Linked DNA regions of Mus musculus: region 1 is linked to region 2. The links are chromatin contacts, called in public Hi-C maps. All regions are on one chromosome and are shown on one strand. The core of a region is the stretch at or near the end of the contact, and the rest is flanking DNA. Distances in the headings are between cores, read along the strand shown.

Region 1 (4,422 bases), core at 89-2,588, 55 kb before region 2:
TGTGTGTACATGTTTGTGTCCACAGTGTACACATGAATGTGTATATATGTGTATGCATGTGAGTGTGCATGAGTGTGTGTGCACATACATTTAGAATATGAAAGTAAGAGAGTATGAAGGGGAAAAGGGAATTAGAGAGTGTAATACCTGTGAGATGAGAGCAGAAAGGACACCGCTTGGAGGGAGGAAAGGGACCAGTAAGGGGATGGGGATTGGGGCGGGCAGTGGAGGAGAGAGAGAGAAGCAAAGTATACTAAGTATTTAAGAGCTCATACTGCTCTTGCAGAGGACCCGAGTTCCCAGCACCCACATAAGGTGGCTCACAATGCTCTAACCCCAGCTCCAAGCATATACACCACTGTGCACACACAAACATGCACACACACACACACAAAGAAAAACCTGACACCCTCTTCTGGCTTCCGTAGGCACTACACACACTGGGTGACACGAACTCAGGCACATACATAAAATCTTTAATGTCATCCTCTTAGCTCACCCACGTCCCCTCGACCATCAGTGCATTTTAAGTGTTTCCTGGACAAATCCACATTTTCTGATAACAAACATAAACACTTGCTAAATAGTCATAGTACGTATCTACTACATAAAGACTTGGGTTTTCGTTGACACGGGGTATTCTGTGTCCTCCAAGGACTAGGGAGAAAAACACGTGGCAAGCTCAAAGGAATCTGTCTTCTGACTGACAATTTTAAATCTAAAAATAAAGGATTTTTACTTGATCACATCAGGTGCTGTCTTCTCACTGTGTGTTAAGTAAAATTCTTGCTGAGTTTAGTTTCGGTCAGAAAAACATAAAATCACATCTTGTAGGAATTTTTATACTAAATAATTTTAAGTTAATAAGTTTTTAGCAGGCCAAAAGAAGCCTGGAGGCTTATAAATGAACGTGATTAATCAATGATTTGTACTTCAGGCTCTTCAGTTCCTCCTCCAATCTGTCACCAAGACTTTTATCTTTGAATTTCAGAATAAAAATCATAAACTATTACTTGGGAAACAGTCAGGAGCAGGGAGCCAATCAAACGCTCTGGGTAATTCTTTTGATATTTTATCAGCCGGGTTTTAATAGCTACACAGGAACTGCATGTTGATGCTTTGAGATAGTCTCAGGCACAGACACGGAGGACCATAGCTGATGAAACGACCAAACATCAACAATGGAAAGACCTCCAGGATGCTCACAAGAACATCACAGAGGCGGGAAGTGAGCGGCCGGCCAGCATACAAACAAATGCTGGACTCTGTTTATGTCTTCCTTCCTCTGGTGAGACGGGAGACTTGCTTTGTGCCTTGTTCCTCACGTGGTCCAGTTTAAGATCCTCCTGGCTTGTAAAAGATGGCTTGTGCAATCCACTGGAATACCTCCAAGGAGGGAAAGAGATAGGAAGAGGAAATCAAGACACTTAGACCAGAACAAGAGGTTCCGTACGCAATGGCCTTGGTGGAAACCTTCCAAGCCCCCATCCCTGTCTCAAATTCTGTTTATTATGTTATGATAAATGTTGTGAAGATGGAGTTCCTTCAGAATGATCTGTATTTTTCCCAAGGATCAGTGTATCAGAGAATGGTAAGAATAATGAAAATTTCTCTGAAGTCTTGTTCTTATTCTCAACCCTTTGGTCACCTTAAGATCACCCATGGGAGAGGGACTTAATAAGGAGAAACAAGTTCAGTGTAGAATATATAAATGCATAAAACATTTTAAAAATTTTTCTTAACTTTTAAAAATTCTAAGTAACTACAAAGCCAACTGAGAGAGTTTCTAAGAACCCTGTAGCAAAGACCTGTCCCTTGGACAATTTGTTGAGCCTTTCCCAGGGGCTCACCAGAGCAGGAGTGACAGTCATATGCACACAAACTATGAAGTAAAGGAAAATATCTGAGAGGTCTGGGGACTCAAGACCCAGGCCTGCTCATGGTGTGCTGTGCCAAGCCAAGAATCCTATTGCAACCCTGTTTCCTTCTGTTTGCCTCTCTACTAGTTTTTCCCAAAGTGAGCTTCCAGGGCCACAGGTGAAGGAAGCAGCTATTCTAAACACAGTGCATCCCAGAGGACCAATCTATTCCTTCAGAGCGCTTCTATAGACCCATAATGCCCAGGGGTCTACCGTCTTCTCAACCCACAGCATATAGGTAAATATACCAACACCAGCATCCGTATGCCCAGACCAGAGCTTTTCAAAAACATTCCTCATCTTAAAGGCGAGGCTCTAGATATGAAACGTGTAACTTATTTTATAAACTTTGCATTTGCATACATTTTTGGAAACCACCAGTTTCCAAAATTTAATACGTGATACTTAAATTTCTCTTTATATCTCTTTAAATCTTACTTATATGAGCTTAAAATTTCACCTTCAATTGTTAGGAGTTGATAGTACCACTCAAGATATTCATTCCCTGATTGAAAACAGACACCCCCAACAAAAGCCAATTAGTCTAAGACTATGTCATATGCTCAATAATAGTAATAATGTATCCCACTGATAGCTACACAGACCAACTACATTTCCTGAGATTTGATGAATCACTGATGATTAAGAAGAGCAGGGGATGTTGTTCTACGGTACTTTTCCTCCAGTCTTAACAAGATTCCATCTGGGACTGAGACTTTGTAGCCATGGCAACTAAAGCAGACCAATGCAGGGCCAGGTAGGTGTATGATGGTGGTAATAGGGCTATTGACACTTCTAGACCATGGGGAAAGGCAGGGACAAAAGACCTTTACCTGAGATCTCCTTCCTCCAGCTGGAGTGACCTTAGGAGATACCTGAGTATATAAGAAGTGGGAGATTAATTGAAAGTGTGACTCCATGAAGCAACACCCACAGGACACCATACATGTTTGAGTGGGACATTTTGATGAAGATGCTGTAGTTTGGGAGTTATCTGTGCTCCTGCATGTAACCCCTCAACCAGCCTCAGTCTCTCAAAAAGCCCACCACATTAGACTTAGATGAAATCATACTTTGGTCTATCATGAGAAGCTATCTGGGATGAACAGACATTCATGTGTAACACACCAAGCATTATTGTATTAACAAGTAGAGAGAGAAACTACTTTAGAGAAAGTGAACAATATCAGCATGTGGGGACTAAGACAGGGCTCAGCAGCACGTGGGGGCTAAGATGGGGCTCAGCAGGTAAGAGAGCCTGCTGTTCTTGCAGAGGACCAGGTCCATGGCTTTGTTCTGAGACCTGAATCAAGCAGCTCACAGTGCCTGTAACTCCAGATTCAGCGATTTGACTCTACTAGCTCCAGTGACACATGTGTTCATACAAACAGTGACACACACATGCAAATAAATAAAAATAAAAAATCCTAAAAAAGTTATATTGTATAAGTGGGTAATCCATTCTAGGAAACACATCAATTATTAACTAGAACACAAACCATAAGGGAAATACTATCTATAGAAATTTGGAAAGGCATATTAGGTCCTACTTGAAAAAAAGTCTCTTGTGGGACACAAAAGAACAATTGTACATTTTATAGTCACAGAGGCAGGTGACAGATAAGTTCTGTTCTGTTTCTGGAAGCCTTTAGAAAGACTGGGACCAGGGAGTATATACAAACAAAATTTTTGTATTTGTTTTTAAATTTTGAAGATAAAAATATTGAGTCTCTGGGTTCATGACCGTGAGTGTTACCACAAAACTTGGTAGAAATATGTATTAAAGGTCACAAGCTACACTTACAGAGGCAAAGGGGGCCAATGGATGTGCTGTTTGTCTTAAAACTGCCTTTTAATATTTTCGTGCCTTCGGTTGCTAGTATTTATATCTATGTGAATTTAACATGAAAATACAGATTTTTTCCCCATGAGAATGTGTTTATTGTATTCCAATAAAAAAAAATAGCCCAGGTTTCTGATCCCAGGTATTTTCATAGTCTCTGTTACTGACTAGAGAGTTCAAGTCACTTTTATTGGCTTATCACTCCAATACACAACTGTGTTATGTTTATTCCAACTCAAGGGAGTTGATTTGGTGGAAAATTCACAATTACATGCAGTTTTAGAAACTCCCTGGAAAGATGGCATCTTCAACATTGCCTATATTGTCCTTCTATCCACGTCCTAAAAACACTCAATATTCTCAGCCTTTCCATTGACTCAGGCATCCCTCGTCATCTTAGAGGGGGCAATGAATCAGCAAATAGTTTGGAAGCAGCCATGCCCCCTCTGTGGACTTTGTATACTTGGAGGGTCTTAGCATTAGCTTTCTGGAGATTATCTTTTGCCACGTATCTTTGCACACCACCCCTCCCTGACAATTCTTCAGGACTATAAAAAGTTAGTTGTTTTCATTTGAGCAGTCTTGAATCTTAGGCTTGATAGAACCTAAAAAAAAAAAAAAAAAAAAACCTCAGTTGTTTCTAATATCTCATAAACTCAT
Region 2 (4,878 bases), core at 1,502-4,001:
CATGCACATATACAGGCAAAATACATATGCCTATGCATAAAATAATTTAATACTTTTAAATAAATTTAATTTTAAAGTCTGTTCCATTTCTCATGTGTGGAGTAGTATCACACTGCTGTGTCCCTGGGCGTAGGAATGACTTGGTGTAAGATGAACTTCCACACCTCGGTGAGCTGCCCAGAAAGTGTTGACAAAGCAGACGTAAAACACTGAGGACCGCACAAGGCACAGACACACACGGTTACACAGAGGGAGAGAATGGTTCCTAGGACACAAGCCGCAAGTGTCGATGTACTAACTGTCTTAACAAATCAATACAAAGGTGAAATGTCACAAAAGGGTGAGTCTATCCAACAGAAGCCTAGGCACAAAGTTACTGAGGCAAAGGATGGCAGGGTCTAGCCTCACACTGAGAAAAGGGATGAGACCAAAAGAGTCCAGCTTTTTTATCCACAGACAAGGACAACAGATAAGGATACATTGTACTGTCTTGGGCCAAACTCATTAAGCATGGAACCCAGGCATCCCAGAACTTAAGAGGTAAACATGGGAAGATCAAGAGTTCAAAACCATGAGGAAAATACCTAATAAAAAATGTAAAAAAAAAAAAAAAAAAAAAAAAAAAAAGAGTTCAAAACCATCTTTTACTACATAGGGAATTCCAGGTCAGCCCAGGGCCTAAATGAGACTGTCTTCAAAAGCCAACCAACAGATAGGTGCCACCCACCTGACTCTTCCCTTTCTGGTGACTCTGTGTGAGCTATCAATCTCCTTCAAGGAGACAAGATGAAACCCACTGTAGTCATCCTGGTCCCTGTGGGCATAATTTCACATCATACATAATTAAGTTGGCGGGTGACTCGGATGACTATTTTGCTTTCTACCATCTTTTTTTTTCCTTTTAATGAGTAGTTTGTTTCACTTAGCATATTGCTGTTCTGTAGACTTTTTTTTTTCCTGTGGTTTCTCAAGACAGGGTTTCTCTGTATAGCTCTGGCTGTCCTGGAACTCACTCTGTAGACCAGGCTGGCCTTGAACTCAGAAATCCATCTGCTTCTGCCTTCCAAGTGTTGGGGTTAAGGGTGTTTGCCACCACTGCCCGGCTTTCTACCATCTTTACAACACAGAAAAATCCTTGTGAGCAGTCTTTGCATACACAGAAAGCCATTTTCATTGCACTTTTAACTAGCATTACTTCACTCTATTCACTATTACCGTGTGTGAGGTATGTGTACACGTGCTCTGTGCAGGTCTCTCTGCCACACCCTCAGAAGGGAACTTCTCGGGGTCAGTTCTCCCCTCCCACTTTTAAGTCGGTTCCAGCGACTAAAGTCCTGTCATCAAGCCTGACTTTATCCACGAAGCCATCTCACCGGGTCCAATTAACATTATATCATACATCAGTCTCTTGAGCCTGATAGTCATCCCTGAAGACTCTAGATGTCTGTTTCCGTACCAGCCATGTAAGCTCAGGGAACTGACTGACACCGGGCAGGAGCGACTCATGCAGCCCCCACTCTGACATCAGGATGTGCTGTAGGCAAACCTCTTACATGGTTGTAAGCCGTGATTTGAGGGCTCTGTCTGTATTCACTGGCGCTCCTTTAGAGAGTTACTGAAGGAGTTGTGAACCAGAAAGGAGCCAGAAGGAAACAACCAATTTATTAACCTGAGTGACTACTTAGTCCTAGAAACTCTGGTACAGGGTAAAGCAGTTAGAACCCACGGGGCCGCAGGCAAAGTGACTCTAGATACAACTGAGTCAAGGCTGCCTTCCAACTATGACCCCTGTGTTAGGGTCAGCTCCAGGTAAGAGGCTCAAAGGAGCCGACTCAACATATTAAGATTCCCTGCTGTGTGCTGCAAGTCTGTAGTCAGAACTGGTCATATGCAAGCCGCTTCGTGGGTTACACAATGGCCTCATTCATCTTGAATCCTTCACAGAAACCCTGTGTCTGTCCCACCGAGTCTGAACGACTTCATCTACATATCCAATCCACAGAAACCCTGTGTCTGTCCCACCAAGTCTGAGCGACTTCATCTACACATCCTAGCTTTGTTTTCATCCTGTCCTCCAAGTCCCTGGGACACAACCTGTGATCTGTTTGCTAACAAGAACCAACTCTCTCATTAAGTCAGATTTAAAAAAAAAAAAAAATTCACCACAAGGATGGAAGTCAGCAGCTCATGGTCCTCCAGAGGCCCGCAGCAAGGAAGTGGTTAAACGATTAAAAACGCAAAATGCAATGCAGCAAGCTGTGTACAATTAACCAGAATTCAAATATACACCTTGTTCCAATCCCAGGCATTTATCAGATAAAAATAGTCTTCTACAAGAATGTCATGATTAATGAGGTGAGACTCCAGCTAATTACTGTTTCCTCCAGAAGTAATTAGGTTGGCATCGCTAATCAAGATGAATGAACGCTCTGACCCGCTTTTTTAAATGTAAAACTCAGAGTTCCGACCACAATCTCAGCATTTAGTTCAGGCAATGTAGTCTTTATTAGGCTTGTAGTTTGATTAAATTCTTTTGTTACACCAGGCCTTCCACACATGAACACAGGAACGCGGAGATGTTCAAAGAGTTTTTCACCCTTAATTAAAGACCGCAAAGCCTTGTTCCATTCACGGGGCAATACATAGGACAGGTCTAAATTGATAGCTTTTAAGTAGAGCGTAAGGAATAAGAAAAGGCGCTTTAGCGCTAGCCCAGCTGAGAGAAGTCTTCCCCCACCCTCCTCCCAGAACTGCACTTGTTATGGTGGAGAAATAAAAGGGAAACAATTTTGTTATATTTTATTAAGCAGCTTTTTTTTTTTCACTTTCTCGCGGCCCCTCTTAAGGAAGGTAGGGCATGTGTCTAGCTTTATTCTTTTGTCTAATGAGTTTTGAGTAAGGGAGGGAGGAAACACGATCCAATTAGTCCCATCAGTAAAGCGCTCCTCAGTGTGGACCACAGGTGCCTTTAGAAGCAGGCCCTGTATTGCGGTCTCCTGCCTCTGACTGGAAAGCGACTTATTCCCATTCCTGACCCACGGTGCCGGTAAAGTAAAAAATGTTTGTTTTCAAGATGTAATTGCGCTTTGTTTTCTGTTGAGCAAAGAGACTAACTCAGTTTGCGGCTAAATGTATCAAATCAGTTCTCCACAGGATGGTGTATCAGTATTTCACAAAATGTGACAGTATCTTCACCCCCGAATTCGCTAACTGGAGGCTAAAATCAGGTCTTGGCACATTCACCCTCCCTCACACTTAATAGCTTCCCGGCTCCCTCCCGCCCTCTCCCCCTTCACCGGTTGCTGTCTATTTCCTGTTTGCTCTCCCTTCTCCATAGTTACTCCATGGGAGTGGGACCCTCCTCTCGCCCTTCCTCTGCCAGTTGGTTTATGTTTCCACTTGCCAGGTTGGGAAATCCTATTTTTATATCTTCTACTTAATTATATTCCCAGTCTAGAATGTGCTGTCTCCTCTGATTGATGTACTTGGACCGCCCGCTGTTTTGTTTTTTTGTTGTTTTTTTTTTTCCTGCGACTCTGCATACAGGAGGATAAAATAATCTTAAATTTTGACACCTCGCCTAGGTTTAGGAATCTGTTTCTTTTTCGGGGGCTTTTCCCTGTTGTAGAATTTCATAAATGGCTTTGGCATTAGTAATTCCTTTTTTTTTTTTTAATCTCGTCTTCAATTAGAAAGACATATTAACACAGCCGACCTCCAGGTTCTGTCTACCCCGTATGGGGCTGCTAGGATCCTGCCGAAGAGCCGCAAAAGCCAGCCAGTCTAAGTAAGGGACAAAGGGGTGGGAAAATGGGCCACAAAGCCACACTGTTCCAACAGAGAGCCCAGACACCAATGCCCGCCCCCGGCACAGGGACAGGGACGGGTAACTGTGTCAGGATGTGGCCTGCTGCTCCGGGGTATTGTCAAGTTGTCATTCTGCACGGCACTTGGTTCTCTTTCTCGATTTTCCAGTTGGGTTTAGAATCCGTCATAGTTCCATGTCATTTACTTACTCCATCATTATTCTACACCAGGCTGCCTTTCTTAAATGCGGCTCCACTCGCGTCGCTGGGGAGCGTTAGATTTTTGTCCTAGGATGAATTAAATAGCTCCCAAGCTTTTTTAGCCTCGTCTCTCGGGTTCTCTCTTTTCCTTGGTGCCTGTCTGTTTAGCACAAGGAGCGCTCCTGTTCTGCCTGATAAACCCAAGCTGGTATCTTGTGCTTTCTGCCATGTGTTACTTAATTAAAACATGTAGTTCTTTCTTGGTCTTCTGAATACTTCTGGCACCATAAGAGCTGCTAAGGCTGGGCAGTGCAGGACTTCATAGGAGGCTCCTGACCTTAGTCTAGCCTTTTAGTGTTATACAGATCCTTGACTTTTATCACGCAACATCAGCCCCCTGAGAGCTAAGCCGAGGATCTCAGAGCTGAGACACAATGCCACAGACATGGAATATCTAGTCCTAAGACTTCATTCATATGAGACTGGATTATGCTTCCATAAAAAAAAAAATCTTAGATGAAATTTTCTTTGGCAAGTAATGAAGAAAATCTCTTTCAGTGCCCCCCACCCTGCCTAGTCTAATAGTTAGGTTTCCACAGAACAGTTGTAGCTACATCTTAAATAATTAGCAAAAATGTTATCAATAAAGGAATTCGCTGTTTCTTCTTCTACCTGTTTTAGTCAATATCATGTTGAGTTGAGTTATTCTGACTTCTTCCTAATGCCCTACCTCACACAGTTCACACTAGAGATAATGCAAACTAAAACATCGTTACTCCAGCTTCGCCCAGCTGTCTGCTTCTCAGCCCCTTGCTTATTTGTTCTTTTCCACCTTAGGGTTCCTTACCCAGAACTATATCTTTCTTATTCT

The links. Hi-C and Micro-C count contacts between places; a contact is called where the count stands out from the background.
Region 1: a contact with region 2 is called in a Hi-C map of uterus, with 5 times the contacts expected there. The contact joins the enhancer-like site here to the promoter of 4930407I02Rik in region 2. A contact is called at or near these places in 1 of 15 datasets of contacts at CTCF or cohesin (the NIH/3T3 cell line), 2 of 484 Hi-C or Micro-C datasets (embryonic stem cells and uterus) and 2 of 115 datasets of contacts at active chromatin or transcription factors (double positive thymocytes and embryonic stem cells).

The regions. Positions count from the first base shown.
Region 1 is chr6:143,312,932-143,317,353 of GRCm38.p6, reverse strand. No RefSeq gene overlaps it. Among named protein-coding and RNA genes, the nearest start is that of 4930407I02Rik, 55 kb to the right of the region's middle. Within about 2 kb of position 1,338, at least 6 of the 459 cell types and tissues checked have an H3K27ac peak or open chromatin away from gene starts, as enhancers often do. A contact at or near this core is called in uterus, where this site is marked.
Region 2 is chr6:143,258,500-143,263,377 of GRCm38.p6, reverse strand. It overlaps 4930407I02Rik (a long non-coding RNA gene), which reads left to right and starts at 2,751. Exons shown (of 3, transcript XR_869574.1): 1 at 2,751-3,046. The region is part of intron 3 of D6Ertd474e (DNA segment, Chr 6, ERATO Doi 474, expressed); the gene reads right to left.